Regions from separate parts of the Sus scrofa genome. Here regions 1, 2, 4 and 5 are each linked to region 3. A link is a contact called in public Hi-C and HiChIP or PLAC-seq data. All regions are on one chromosome and are shown on one strand. The core of a region is the stretch at or near the end of the contact, and the rest is flanking DNA. Distances in the headings are between cores, read along the strand shown.

The links. A called contact is a pair of places that touch in the nucleus more often than the background predicts. HiChIP or PLAC-seq counts read pairs in DNA pulled down with a chosen protein or histone mark.
Region 1: a contact with region 3 is called in an H3K27ac HiChIP or PLAC-seq map of skeletal muscle. The contact joins two enhancer-like sites. A contact is called at or near these places in 1 of 47 Hi-C or Micro-C datasets (fetal heart ventricle) and 2 of 2 datasets of contacts at active chromatin or transcription factors (alveolar macrophages and skeletal muscle).
Region 2: a Hi-C map of subcutaneous adipose tissue shows a contact between it and region 3, with 2.4 times the contacts expected there. The contact joins two enhancer-like sites. A contact is called at or near these places in 1 of 5 promoter capture datasets (liver), 12 of 47 Hi-C or Micro-C datasets (embryonic fibroblasts, epiblast stem cells, fetal heart ventricle and 8 more) and 2 of 2 datasets of contacts at active chromatin or transcription factors (alveolar macrophages and skeletal muscle).
Region 4: a contact with region 3 is called in a Hi-C map of liver, with 2.6 times the contacts expected there. The contact joins two enhancer-like sites. A contact is called at or near these places in 1 of 47 Hi-C or Micro-C datasets (liver) and 1 of 2 datasets of contacts at active chromatin or transcription factors (alveolar macrophages).
Region 5: an H3K27ac HiChIP or PLAC-seq map of skeletal muscle shows a contact between it and region 3. The contact joins two enhancer-like sites. A contact is called at or near these places in 3 of 47 Hi-C or Micro-C datasets (all in liver) and 2 of 2 datasets of contacts at active chromatin or transcription factors (alveolar macrophages and skeletal muscle).

The regions. Positions count from the first base shown.
Region 1 is chr1:4,924,765-4,927,464 of Sscrofa11.1, reverse strand. No RefSeq gene overlaps it. Among named protein-coding and RNA genes, the nearest start is that of QKI, 43 kb to the right of the region's middle. Within about 2 kb of position 1,359, at least 7 of the 83 cell types and tissues checked have an H3K27ac peak or open chromatin away from gene starts, as enhancers often do. A contact at or near this core is called in skeletal muscle, where this site is marked.
Region 2 is chr1:5,086,060-5,088,759 of Sscrofa11.1, reverse strand. All of the region lies in intron 4 of PACRG (parkin coregulated gene protein), which reads left to right. Among named protein-coding and RNA genes, the nearest start is that of QKI, 200 kb to the right of the region's middle. Within about 2 kb of position 1,304, at least 12 of the 83 cell types and tissues checked have an H3K27ac peak or open chromatin away from gene starts, as enhancers often do. A contact at or near this core is called in alveolar macrophages, retroperitoneal adipose tissue and subcutaneous adipose tissue, where this site is marked.
Region 3 is chr1:4,373,196-4,375,895 of Sscrofa11.1, reverse strand. No RefSeq gene overlaps it. Among named protein-coding and RNA genes, the nearest start is that of QKI, 510 kb to the left of the region's middle. Within about 2 kb of position 1,400, at least 22 of the 83 cell types and tissues checked have an H3K27ac peak or open chromatin away from gene starts, as enhancers often do. A contact at or near this core is called in alveolar macrophages, liver, retroperitoneal adipose tissue and 2 more, where this site is marked.
Region 4 is chr1:5,015,141-5,017,840 of Sscrofa11.1, reverse strand. All of the region lies in intron 4 of PACRG (parkin coregulated gene protein), which reads left to right. Among named protein-coding and RNA genes, the nearest start is that of QKI, 130 kb to the right of the region's middle. Within about 2 kb of position 1,305, at least 14 of the 83 cell types and tissues checked have an H3K27ac peak or open chromatin away from gene starts, as enhancers often do. A contact at or near this core is called in liver, where this site is marked.
Region 5 is chr1:4,901,626-4,904,325 of Sscrofa11.1, reverse strand. No RefSeq gene overlaps it. Among named protein-coding and RNA genes, the nearest start is that of QKI, 20 kb to the right of the region's middle. Within about 2 kb of position 1,350, at least 11 of the 83 cell types and tissues checked have an H3K27ac peak or open chromatin away from gene starts, as enhancers often do. A contact at or near this core is called in liver and skeletal muscle, where this site is marked.

The DNA.
Region 1 (2,700 bases), core at 110-2,609, 550 kb before region 3:
GCTTGCAGGGTCCCCGAGGGGTTAAGCAACACAAGTCAGAGGCCCCAGGAGCCTGGGATGAAAGGCACGTTTGGGGCTCAGGGCACGGGAAACATGTGTGATTGATGTGGCCTTGGGTGTGGTTTTACTCTTTTTTTAACATACCTATCTTTGATTTAAAAAAGTAGAATTCATACTAAGTGGAGTAAGTCAGAAAGAGAAAGACAAATACCCATATGATATCACTTCTATGTGGAATCTAATATATGGCACAGATGAACCTTTCCACAGAACAGAAACAGACTCGCAGACATGGAGAGCAGACTTGTAGTTGCCAAGGCAGGAGCGGAGTGGAATGGACTGGGAATATGGGGCGAGTGGACGCAAGCAATTACATTTAGGATGGATAAGTAGTGTTCTCAACGTGGCTCAGTGGAAATGAACCCAACCAGTATCCATGAGGATGCAGGTTCAATTCCTGGCCTTGCTCAGTGGGTTAGGGATCTGGCATTGCCATGAGCTGTGGTGTACGTTGCGATGTGGCTTGGATCTGGCATTGCTGTGGCTGAGGCATCGTCTGGCAGCTGTGGCTCTGATTTGACCTCTAGCCTGGGAACTCTGGGAAATTTGCAAACTTCCATATGCCTTGGGTGCAGCCCTTAAAAAAAAAAAAAAAAAAAGCAATGAGGTCCTACTGTACAGCACAGGGAACTCCAGCCAATCCCTGTAATAGAACCCGATGAGGATAATGTGAGAAAAATTGTGTATATGTATGTATGACTGGGTCACTTTGCTGTATAGCAGAAATTGACAGAACACTGTACATCAACTATACTTTAATTAAAAAATAAAAGTAAAAATATTTTTTTTTAAAAAAGGTAGACTTGAAAGGGGACCCACAGACCAAACTGAGGCGGGAGGCCCCGAATCTAATCCTGATTCAGCACACCCTCCCCGCAGAAGCTCAGGTTTGGGGGAGCGATTCCTCAGTTCTCATCCAGCTCTAAATTTTTAAAAAAAAGAGACGCGGTTGCTTAAAACGAGACTGTCTAAATTGTTACTTTCCTAGAATGTAATTGAGCCTCTCTTCCAAGCCTGGATATAGTTTCTTTCACATCTTTGTGAGCAGAAGGAAACCGGATTGAAAAACAAGCGTCTGACTTCCCACCAGGGACGCAATTCAGATGGTGGTGAGGAGAAAACATGTGAATGGATTCAAAGCTCGCAAATACAGAAGCCGCAGAAGATCGCCTTAGATCTATCCCAGCCCTCACGACGTGGGTCAGACAGGGACCGAAATGTTTGAGAGGTGAGGCTGGGCGGCGTGTCAGGACGAGATTAGAAAGGAATAGGCCGCACAAAGGCCAGTGCTATTTTGGTTTGCACCCGGAAAGGCATCCTGTCATGGGATATTATGCGCTGTGTGGGCACCTCGGAGCGCAGTCACACCGAGGACGCCGAAGCAATGAAAAGGAAGACGGAGAGCAGCAATCAGCACAGGCGCTCAGAGGGCGGCGGGTGGAGCCCCCAGCCCCGCACCTCGGAGGAGCTCAGCGCCTGTGAGCGGAGCGGACAACTCAGAACTAAGGGAATGAAGGGCCGGGCCCAGGAGGAGACGCTTAGCTTGTAAAACGGGAATAAATAAATACGCGTCCAGGGTGAGCGAACCCGATCTGATACTGACATTGACCGACGTATGTGTTTGCAAGGCATTTGTGCAAAGGCCTAAGGTCGGCATCTGAACCAAGATGCTGAGCCAAAAAAATGTGGATAAAAGTAAATGTCGGCAGAGGCACAAACAGAAAGCAGACGCGGGTTACCAGGGAAGGGGGGCATTTCCCCCACGGGAGAGGGGCAGCCCGGAGCGGGACGGAAAACCCTGCAGGGGGACCCACAGGTCTACATGGCGGGCCTTGGGCCTCGCAGAAGGGTGCCCCGCGTTGGGCAGGGTTACTTCATGGGTCATCTCCGCATCTCATCGTCAACATTTTTTCCAGCATCCATCAGCCCTGCGGCCCACCCGGACCGCAGAGGACTCCCTGACCCTGCAGTTCTGGGGTTTGAGAAGGAAAGCCTGGGTGTGGGACGTTTTGATCATTCTGTTAGTCGGTCAGCAAACTTCTTGACCTTCTAAAACACAGAGCAGATAAGAGCGTTAAAAGAGAGAGAGAGACATCCTTTCAAATCACAATGTCAAGGAAGGTAAACAATACAAACAGAAAATTGATTATAAAAATTGGCAGCTTTAATAAAAGCTAAAAGTAACAAGACAAAACAATAAAATGTTAAAACTGTAAAACAATCCAGGGATACACAAAATGGTTTGTGAATAAGATAAATGGTCATCGGCATTTGGGGATGACCAAGGCGGGTTCAACACGCCTGGAAAGAAGTTTGGAAGCCTGAGGCGGGGGGGGGGGGGGGGGTTGAACAGCTTCCAGAACCCGAGGATGCCCCGTGGGTGCTCCCCTTGAGCCCTGATCACCCTGGAAGATCACCGCCAGTTTGCAGGTGAGGGGACCAAGCCTCACAGAAGGGCGGTCGCTTGTCGGCCTCCCTGAGAGTCGGTCTCCTGGTGGCTTCACGGTGCCTCCCACGCCTCTCCACAGCCACGTGATTGGCAAGACGATGGCGTAGAACAGAAACCAGGTTTGAAATGTGTTGGCTTTTGGGAGTTCCCATTGTGGCGCAGCGGAAACAAGTCTGACTAGTATCCGTGGG
Region 2 (2,700 bases), core at 55-2,554, 710 kb before region 3:
GATAATGTTACTGAAGAAATCCCAACATTTTAGGCCTTGCTTAAATTAATAGTTTTACTTTATCCTGGTTCTCAGTTAAAACATGAGGCAAGAATGGTTTTTGGAATGTTGTTCTGTCTATAAAGTCAATCCAGTTAGGACCGTGGATGAGTCTTATTGCCTTCCACCATGATCATAATCCCCACTTATTTCCAAGCTGCTGAAACTAATCTCTTAAGCCATGATATATCCGAAAAGAAACTCTTGCTGCTTAATGTGGCCTCTTACTTAAGCCTAATATGGCAGGCTTCACTGGAGACAAGAACTTCAAATTATTTAACTGACAACATTAATAAAATGATGCTTAAAACATGGTCATATATGAAATAATAATTATCTATGTAAAGAGAACACTTCCACCAATATTATCTCACTTTATCTTTACAAGCAGTCTTGTGGTGTACGTATTGCCCTATTTTGTTGACAAGGAAACTGAAACTTATAGACGTTGATTAACTCCTTCAGGGCCTCAGAGGCAGTAATTTGCAGACAACGGTCTTGTTGGAAGGTTTTAAGTCAGGCTCAAACGGGAGCGTAGCTTTGCTAGGCAGGAGCAGAGTGGTAGACAGGCTGCGAGTCCGGGGAAGAAAGAGGTCCTGGTGGACCTTTGCTGTGAAGGAAGCCTGTGGAGGAAGCATAGCTTGAAGAATCACTGGGATTTCATTGTGTAGAAGATAGAGCCATGAGGGAGCTCCCTGGTGACTAGAGGTTCAGGGTTCGATGTTGTCACTGCTGGGGCTCAAGTTCAGTCCTTGGCCTGGGAACTTCCGCATGCTTTGGGTGAGGCCAAAAAAATGATAATAATATTTTTTAAAAAAAGAAGAAGAAGGAGATACAGCTGCGAAACAATGTGTTCCGTATTGCACAACCGTAAATACTGGTTGAACGGATGAGGTTGGAAGGTATCGAAGATCAGGAAAATGACCCAGAAGCTGAGAAGGCAAACTTCCCGTGGTGGAGGGGACCCTGAGTAGGGCCCTAGCTCTGGGAGAGGGTCCCTCGGGAGAAGCAGGAGGAGATGGGGAGGGAACGGTGCTCTGGTGCAGAGAAGCACATGGGAGGCGAGGCTAAAAAGTGCTGGCCTCGTCTGCGGATTGAGGTCAAAACTGCTTTGCTTTTGACTAATCAACTTTACCCTGAAAACAAAGGGAAGTCATTGGCGACTGGTAGGAAGTTTTAGGACAAAGCCCAGGGTAGGAAGACGAGCAGGAAGTGAAGCACGAAGTCTACAGAAGCACCTCTGCCCCTGATTTTAAGAACCCCACCCCGTGTCCTTCCAAAGCCTCCTTTCAAGTCTTCCATCAGGGGGAAGCAGTGGGTCTAAAAGGCAACCTAGCTGGAAGGGGTAGGGAGAAAAAAAAAGAGAGAAAAAGAAACCTTGAAAACTTCCCTTTCTTGATTTGTACCCAAAGAGATCTGTTGTAGGGTCACTCTTTTCATTAGGGTTTTTAAGCTAATCAGTAGACCTTATTAAAGAATTACAAAGCTTTCACTGTAAGAATAATTAAGTGAAGTAATTTCCTACATCTAAAGTGATCAAATATGCTTGTGAAATTAAAAAAAAAGTAGGCTAATGATAAAAATATAGTTGTAATGAAACTGTATGCCATTTATTGATTTTATTATGTACGTCCTTTTTGCATCCTTAATTCAAAGCATTGAAATGCTGATTTGGTTTGTAATAAAATATGGAAAAATCCTGGTACTGTAGGAAGCTTGTCACTCTAATGGATGCCTTGCTCACTAGAACAGTATTTTGGCTGAATTGGAGCACATTGAAAGGAATTGGGTTTGGCTTTGCCAAAATTTCACTGTGAAAGAGTTTGCTATAACAGTGTTTTATTATATTCTTATTGAACTTCAGCCAGTTGAAAATAGAATCTCCTCACCATCCTTTTAAATTAGCCTTAAACTACAGACAAAAGACAAAAATCAATGTGCAAATTTAGCTTCTTGCTTGCAGTTTCTTAAGAAATTTACCCTGGTGTTGATATGCAGGATTCATAGATAATAGAATACGGAGTAATTGGAAATTTTAAAGTAGCATTTCTTATTCAATTTAGGTCTATTTAAGTGTCTAGTAAGTCCGTACATACATTGTTTCTTTAATGCTACAGGTTATACTGAATATCCCTTCTACCTCCTTGGCGCCAGCTCAATAAAACTGTCTGTGATGTATTTCCTGTGGCCACGACAAATTATGGGGAAATTTTGAGTGACAAACTATAATAAAACTATTAGGAAATTGTAGTATGCAGATAATCCTATGATCTGCTTAAATATTACATGTCATTAATAATTGCAAACAGCTTTGGGTACCTAAGCAGAAAGAAGTACACACACACACACACACACGCTAACCACATGGTTTAGCGCCTCTGACTTTTCTAAGTGGTCCACATTTGGTGAGTTCCTAAACAACCCTTAGGGGAAAAAATAACCATGAATCCCTTAAAATATCCCAGACTGAGACTAGTTAAAATTCAGGGTCTCACATACCTTGTTCTCCAGCAGTGGACAAGAGAGGTCAGCAAGATAAAGAAATACAACTTGGCTTGACTTAGAGCCTTCATATAAAAAATAAACCTGTGTACAGACACTGAGAGGCCCAAGGAGAGAGAGGAGGCTGACCATTCCTGAGAAAGTCAGTGCTGCGGGCAC
Region 3 (2,700 bases), core at 151-2,650:
TCCTGCAATCTTCCATCTGCAATTGGACATTTTAGCCTGAAGTTCAACTTTTATTTGGGAGGTTCCCCCCCCCTTTGATAATGTCCTGCCTAGTTCTCTGTCTCACTCCTGGAAGAAGGTGCTGGAGCCTGCTATGCATCCTCAGCCTCTGAGGACAGGTTTGGCTGCTCTCCTGGGTGTATCGTCTCTGCCTGGAGAAGAGATGCTGTGTGTGAGCATCTGGGCTTGGGTAGGGCACTGGTTTTGCTCTCCTCCCCAGTCTTATCTGGCCTGAGACTCCACACTGGGCCTCCCCGGATAGTGGCACTCACAGGGCGCTGGCCTGGTGTGGGTCTGAGGCTGGTGGGTGGAGAGGGCCCTGGCAGTGGTGGCAGAGCTGTTTCCCTCAGATCTGGAGGCCTCATCATACTTAGAAGAGTTCTGAAGACCTGCCTCTAACACGTAAAAATTCCTCACTAAGATTTTAACGGGAAAGAGCCACTGTGGTGGCTCAGTGTTAATGGCCCTGACTAGTATCCATGAAGACTTGGGTTCAATCCCTGGCCTTGCTCAGTGGGTTGAGGATCTGGTGTTGCTGTGAGCTGTGGTGTAGGTCGCAGATGTGGTTCAGATGCCACATTGCTGTGGCTGTGGGGTAGGCCAGCAGATGTAGCTCTGATTCTACCCCAAGCCTGGAAACTTCCATATGCAGTAGTTGTGGCCGTAAAAAAAAGGAAGCAAGAAAGAAGTCATGGGGAATTATTTTTTGTTCCAGAGCCGCACATGCAGCATATGGAAGTTGCCAGGCTAAGGGTCCAATCAGAACTGCAGCTGCTGGTCACTTCTATAGTCTCACCTGCCACCTAGAGCGCAGGTTGTGGCCAGATCCTCAGCCCACTGAGTGAGACCGGGGATTGAACCTGCATCCCCATGGATACTGGTGGGTTTTGTTTCCCCGCTGAGCCACAAGGGAAAGATTTCAACGGGAAATCTAAGATTTCAACAGGTCAGAGATCATCCAGCTATCTTTGCTTTATCACCAGGGAGGGGGCTTAGGTTTACAGGGAAAATGTGAGGAGGGGGGCTGTGAAAGTCAGGAAGGAGGGAGGGCAAACACAGCTAAAAACCAAGGCTCAAGTCGCACGCAAGCGTGCAGAAGCTCTTGGAACGTGGCCTCAGCACTGCAAGCAGACGGCAAGCACCAGGAGTCCTTTTGTTGGTAAGGGGAATGGACCAGGGTTCCCAGACTCCGGGAGCAGAGCAGATGATATAAGTTCCAAGAAACATCAGGAAGTTCCTGCAAAGCCATGATGCCCAGGCCTAGCTGGTCGCTTGCGCGTTTCTTCCCCAGCTGACACTCAGCGTTCAGGGCTGCATGTCGACACTCTCTGGCCTCCAAGGTCACTTCCTCCGTGGAGCCTGACGTGTGAGCTGTGCAGGGAGGCCAAGGTCAGGGCAGATGGAAACCTGATCCAGGGTTTTCAGAGCTGCCAGAGCATGGGAGGGGGGGTGCTGGGGGAGCACAGTGGGTAACAGCTTAAGGTGCCCTGTGCACGGGGCCCATGGCACAGGGCCTGGGGCTGGGAGTCCCGCAGCTTCCAGAAGCCCTGCTCAGCCCTGGGATGCTCTTTTGGGAGGTCGGCCACAGGAGCCCAGGGTCTCCCCTTCGGCAGGGGTGTCTTCCACAGGGCAGGGGATCAGGGCCTCTGTCACAGGAAGGATTGCAGCCCCATCTCCCCTCTGGGACCTGACAACAAAGGACAGCAGCAGAAACACAAATCCCTGGACAGAGCTGTGTGGCCTGGGGACTCGCGATTCGGGTAGAGGAGAGACTCCTGTCCAGGGGCTCCTTTGCCAGCAGGGCCGTTTCCCATGGAGCCCCCCTGCTCCCCAACCAGCCCCAAGCCCAGTTTTATGGGGAGACTGGCAGGTGAGAAAAGCTGACAGGTCTTGGCTCTCCCCTTGTTTTGCTGTCTCAAGTTCAGAGCCAACATTACAACTTACTGTATAGAACATGAGCTTCCTCAAGAATTAATCCACCAGGGTTCTGCGTGATTGCAGCCAACTGTGTGAATCAACCAAATAGTGACAGGAAAAGAGTCATCAGGGCTCCTCTTGCTGGGTCTGAGATGCGGGGTGGCGGCGTCGTGATGGCGGAACACTTATTCCTGGTGACAGTGTCAGAACCAGAGAGAAAACAGCTTGATTTCCAGGTTCTAGGTTGAGCCCGCCAGGCTGGCAAAAAGTCTATTGCTCTGCCAACGAAGCAAATTCGATTCCTAAGTTGCGAGAGAGAAAAAATTCTGGCCCTTTTATGTCCCTTTTAATATAACGGCACTTTAATAACTGGCATCTCTTTATATCATTCCAGAATTTTAAGACTTCACTTGGTGTGGGGCCACTAAGCCACACTCAAGAAGCTTCTTAAAAAAAATCTTTAAAAATAACACAGAGTTCCTATGTGCCTGCATGTGTGTGTGTATATATGTATGTGTGTGCACATGCGTGTGTGTGTGTGCGTGTGTTATTCCTGTTTGTGCATGTGTGTGTGTATTATGCATGAGTGTGTATTATGTGTGTGTGTGTTCACTACTTTGGATTGTATGACTTTCAAACCGGCTGTTGCAGAGGGGGGAGGGTTTGTGTTTTCTAAAAACTACAGCAGCCATGAGTGGTTAATGTTTTTCTAGACCCAAATCGAGGCTCCCCCGCAGAAGTCTC
Region 4 (2,700 bases), core at 56-2,555, 640 kb before region 3:
TGCGGTGGGCCAAGGAAGGGCCCAGGAGGAGGGGAAAATGCAGCAGGCAAGGGTGGAAGTGGAGCCCCAGCCCCTGCCTCTCTGTTGGCTGGGCTCTGTCCCTCCACCTTGCATGCAATAATAGGCAGCAATTTCAGTGTCTCCCTGAGCAAACTAAAAATACAGATTTTAAAAATCTCATTCGTCGTGTAATATTTCTAATCCTAAAACTGACAACTGATTTTTTTAGGAGACGGCTTTGGAAAGAATTCTCTGTTGGTTGCAAAAGAACTCAAACTTCATTAATGACCAGAAGTATGTGCCGAAAAAAGAAATAAAGCTGATGAAGGGGCAAAGGATAGGAAAAAAGGCCCTGAAATTGTTTCTGACTTTACGAAAAAGGCCCAGCAATAAAAACAAATGGGCCTATTGAAGTAGAACTTTACATTCCACCCTAAAAAATTCCCAACAAACTGACCCATTGTTATATGTTGTTTTGTACAATTAATAGACAAAGCAATTGTTCAGCAAGCCCAGAGCTGCCCTCTCAGCACATAGTCTGGCTCTTGGCTTCCGAGTGGGCACAGAGGGGCTTAGGAAGTGTGGCTGGCTCACCCCTTTGAGGTCCTTCTCCGGAACACATGAGGTGCATAAGCGCTCCCAGGGAGCCTCAGGTTCAGGGGCAACTATAATTGTATTGATCCAAGGAGGACAATGAGGGCAAGAATGTTCTGGAATCCTCCTCTGTGCAGCGGTGCAGCACCGTCGCCCACTCCCCGACCCTGCTGAGGGCGCCCCCACCCCCTCATCCCCACCCAAAGGCCAGCTCTACAGCTACATCTTGAGCTGGATTGGCCTGCTCTCTGCTGAGGTCTTTAAAGCACGAAATAGAACAGCAGAGGCCTTCAGCCTCCCTCCTCCTGGCGTCTATTGTTATCTTAATGCCTCCGTTTTTCGAATCGACTCTTTAATTATGCAAACCACAGGCTTTCTAAAGGAGGTTCTCCATTACCTGTCAAAATGGGGTTTATGCAACACAAAAGAAGAAACCTGTCACACTGAGAAGTTAATGGTTAACCTGGACTTACACCTCTCATCAAGCTGGGAATGTGAAGGACCCCACGTCCACGACAACATCTGACCAAAAGAGTGCCTCTCCCAGAGTTCGGGTTTTGCCTCACTGCAGCTTTTAAATGCTGCCCAAGCGGCAGGGTTACCCTCGCTCAGGAAGGCTCGAGAAAAGAGAGCCCAGCTAGGAGGCAGAAGGGGCTGGGATCTAGGTGCTGGCCAGGCGTGGGTCCAAGGTACAGCGAGGCTTTCCCAGCAGGTGGCTTCCACGCTCAGGTCAAGGCAGCGGCCACTCTGGTGTTTTGTCAAGTCACCTGACACGGTCCTCTGGGCCGAAAAAAAGGTCTGGGCAGGAATACGCTTCCAAACAAGGAGCAAACAACACAGGCACAAGGTCAGGCCAAAGGTCATTTGGGGAAGGAGAGAACTGGGAGAACTGGAACCTGGTCACCTGGGAATAACCTCCAGTAACAGCAGGTCCTGATTCTTGGTGGAAATGAGGAGACCTGACTGTACAAAACTTTTGATTTTTAATTAGTTGAATCTATCACTAGCAGCTTTGTAGCTTCCTCAGTTGCCCACCTCGATTCTTTAAAAGTTATTATCCTTCCAGAGACTCATGTACTCTTCTACATTCCGCTAATTTTGCGATGGATTTTTAAGCATATTTGACTTTGATTTTCTTTTAGTGCACAGGATAAGATGTGTATCTAAGTTAAGTTTTCTCTAATGTGCTGTATCTCAAACTCAGATATCAGCTAATCCTCCTCCACTGCTCTGTTCTGCTCGCTTTACTGTACAATCAGATCCTGCTCATCCTTCGGTGTGTTTGCACTCATTCAACAAACACACACCTGCACGCACTGTTCTGGGTGCTGGAGGCACAACTGCGAACAACTCAGCCAAAATCTCTGAGTAATTGTATTTGGAGGAGACAACAAATAAATAAAGTTGATCAGATGACTGTAAATGTTATGAGGAATAGAGAATTCCAGCCAAGATGGAAATGTGACAAAGACCAGAAGGGCTGATGCGTATGTGCAGGCACCACGTTCCAGTTCTCAGAAAGCAAGTGTGAAAGTCCTGAGGAGGTGACATGCCGGCCGTTGGGTTCCCATGGAGCGAGGGTGTCGGCAATTACCCTGAGATGGTGGGTTCCTTTCCTAGGGAAACTGTAACAAATGACCACAACCTGGGGGCCTAAAACAGCAGAAATGGAGCCTCTCACAGTTGTGGAGGCCAAAAGTCTGTGATCAAAGCATCAGACACGCAGATTCTTTCTGCAGGTTCCGAGGGAGAACCTGTCCCGGCCTCTCGTCGGCTCTGGCGCCTTCAGGCATCTTTTGCTGTGCGGTGGCTTGTGGACCCATCCCTCCAATCCCGCCTCTCTTCTCATGTGGCTCCTGCCCTGTGTGTCTCTCAGTGTCTTTTCCATGTCCTGTCTTTCTACGGACAGGGGTCATTGGATTTAGGGCCCACCTTAAATCCAGGATGGTCTTACATCTGTATCCCTAACTCGAGGACACTTGCAAAGATCCTGCTTCCACATGCACAGGTACTGGGAGCAGAGGCTCTGACATACCTTTAGGGGAGACACAATTCAACTCACTCTAGATGGGCAGCCATTGCAAGGTCTTTGAACACAAGAGGAAA
Region 5 (2,700 bases), core at 101-2,600, 530 kb before region 3:
AGCTGGAGCTGCAACTGCCGGCCTACACCACAGCCAAAGCAATGTGGGATCCAAGCCACATCTGTGACCTACACCACAGCTCATGCACAGCAATGCCAGATCCTTAACCCAATGAGCGAGGCCAGGGATCAAACCAGCAATCCTCATGGATACCAGTCAAGCTCTTAACCCACTGAGCCACAACAGGAACTCCATTAAGCCTAATTGTAGATGAGAAAACTGAGATTCAGAGACAGTGGGTAACTTCCTTCCTATCAAACAGTCAGCCAGTGCTGGGACCGGCCTTGGACCCATGACTTCCCACATAACATCCAGTGCTCCCTGCAACCACACCTCATTGTATAGCCGCGAGCACATGCTCTCTCGCACGCACGCACGCACGCACACGCGTGCACACAAACATGCACACATATGCACTCGCACGCACACACATACGCGTGCACACGCACACGCACACACACTCATAGACATGCATGAGCACCAAGGTCAACGTCAGTCAAAATGACTGTTCTTAGGAATATCTTTAAGTGTTTTAAGTTACTGCTGCCCATAATTATTTATTTTCTGCCAAAACACTGGTTTAGGAACCACCTAACTCTTCTGCAGATCTAACTGTGATAAAATATTTCCCATTATCTTGAGACTTAATAACACATAAATAGCTTGTACTTTGTCTCTCTTGGTTTTGATACCTAATGAAATGTGAAAAAGCAAGATGACACATAAAAGAAAAGCAAAAGATAACTAATTCAGAGATTAACTTTGGAAAAGCTCCAAAATTAGATCGTGTAATTAGTTCACACTTTAGAAGCCTTTGGTGGAATTAGATTTATGCAAACAAATTCCATTCACATAGTTTAGGAAGACTGAATGATTTTGTAGGTGAATTATGCTTAAAGTGAAGGATTACGTAAGTCTTATTCCCAACTTTTCTCTCTGTAAGAACTAGTTGCTTTTTGCTTGTTTGTTTGCTTGTTTGCTTTTTTCTTTCTACGCCCAAACCTGTGGCATATGGGAGTTCCCAGGCTAAGGGTCAAGTCAAAGCTGCAGCCGCCAGCCTACACTACAGCCACAGCAATACAGGATCCAAGCTTCGCAGCCTGTGGCAACGCCCAATCCTTAACTTACTGAGCTAAACGGCAGCAACTCTTAAAAAAAAAAAAAAAAAAAAAAAAATAGACCTAAACATTCCTTGAAGGCAAGAGGCCAAGGTTGGTAGGTTCCAAACTTGATCTGCTCTGGTTTTCACATCTCTTATGCAACACTGTACAGAGGTTAAAGGAGTAAATGGCTAGACAGTGCCCCTGGGTTTTTTTTAATTGTATTTTTTGTTGTTGCAGGAAATCCATCATACCAAAAGTCACTGATGGGATTGCAGTCATTACAGTGCTCAAGGAAGGAAATACTGAAGCTCAGGGCTCTGTCAGCCACTGGGAAAGACAAACTCTGCAGGGCTTTCCCACTTGAAGCGTTTATTACTCAGTATTAGCTGCGTTTAACCATATGCTTAAATACCAACTACAGTACTTAAGACATAACTTAAGACATTTCTCAGTGGACATTCTTCCCTATATTATGAAAATCAGATCTAAGATTCACCTCAGTAGATAACAATGAACCAATATAAACAAACCATCCAGTCGAGTTCAGTCAACTCATGAGATGTTAAAAAGAACAACAAAAAATTTTTTTTTACCAAATGGACTGGTTGTTTGTCTATATGGACAAAACGAAATGATTATTTCATTGTGCAAATATTTCTTGGACAGTTTCCCCCCTGTTTACGAACCAGCTATTTTCAGACTAGTCAGTACGTGTATACGCTGTCAGAGACTAGAGGAAGACAGGTCAGGGAAGTTTTGAATGTGGCATTTAGCCAAAAAGTTTTAAATTCGGTTTGGATTTGGGCTCAGCTGTGAAACACGTGCCTGGGTGTAGGGAATAAGAGTTTCAGTCTGGAAAAATATCGGGATGTGTAACAGCTGCCACTCCCAGCGCTTCCATGAAAACAGCCTGGGCTGGTCTGCCAGTTCCCATCGTGTTTGAGAACCGTGTGTAAACATTCCAAAACAGGCAGTGTTTTTAAACCTTGTAATGAGTTGGGTGCAGTTTTCAAGGATCAAATATTTGAGAAACAAAAATCATACCATGAGATTAAAAAAAAAAACCCTTGTGAAAAATGAGATGGAATGCAAAACTGTCGTTTTTGATATTTCAGCTCTGAGTTAAGACTTCATAGAGATATTTTCATTTACTCCTTGCTGGCTTAATACAAATTCAGATCAGTTCTGGTTTGAGAAAAGATGATGTCCGGCGTTACTTTTCTATTTGCATGAAACTCCATGGCAATGAAGTTGAACTAGAGAAAAACAGAGGTGGGGTGAAAGAGGAGATCTCCAAACTTTTGAGAGTGAAAATGCTGAGATGTCTATATTTTCTGTGTATTTAGTTGCATTTTTAAAAAAGCAAATGGATGTTATAAACTGTCATATATATTTATATATAGGAGTTAATTAAAATTTTCAAATTTTGTGTGCATTTCCCCAGACAATGACCGTTTCTCTGACATTTTGCATGGTTTGCTCTGATGTCAGGAGAGGCACTATCTCAAGAGTATTTGCACGCACCTTTTTCATCCGTCTTTGGATCTGAACATTTCTGTGATCCTGGGGTAGCTCCCATGAAGTTCCAGGAAGGGAT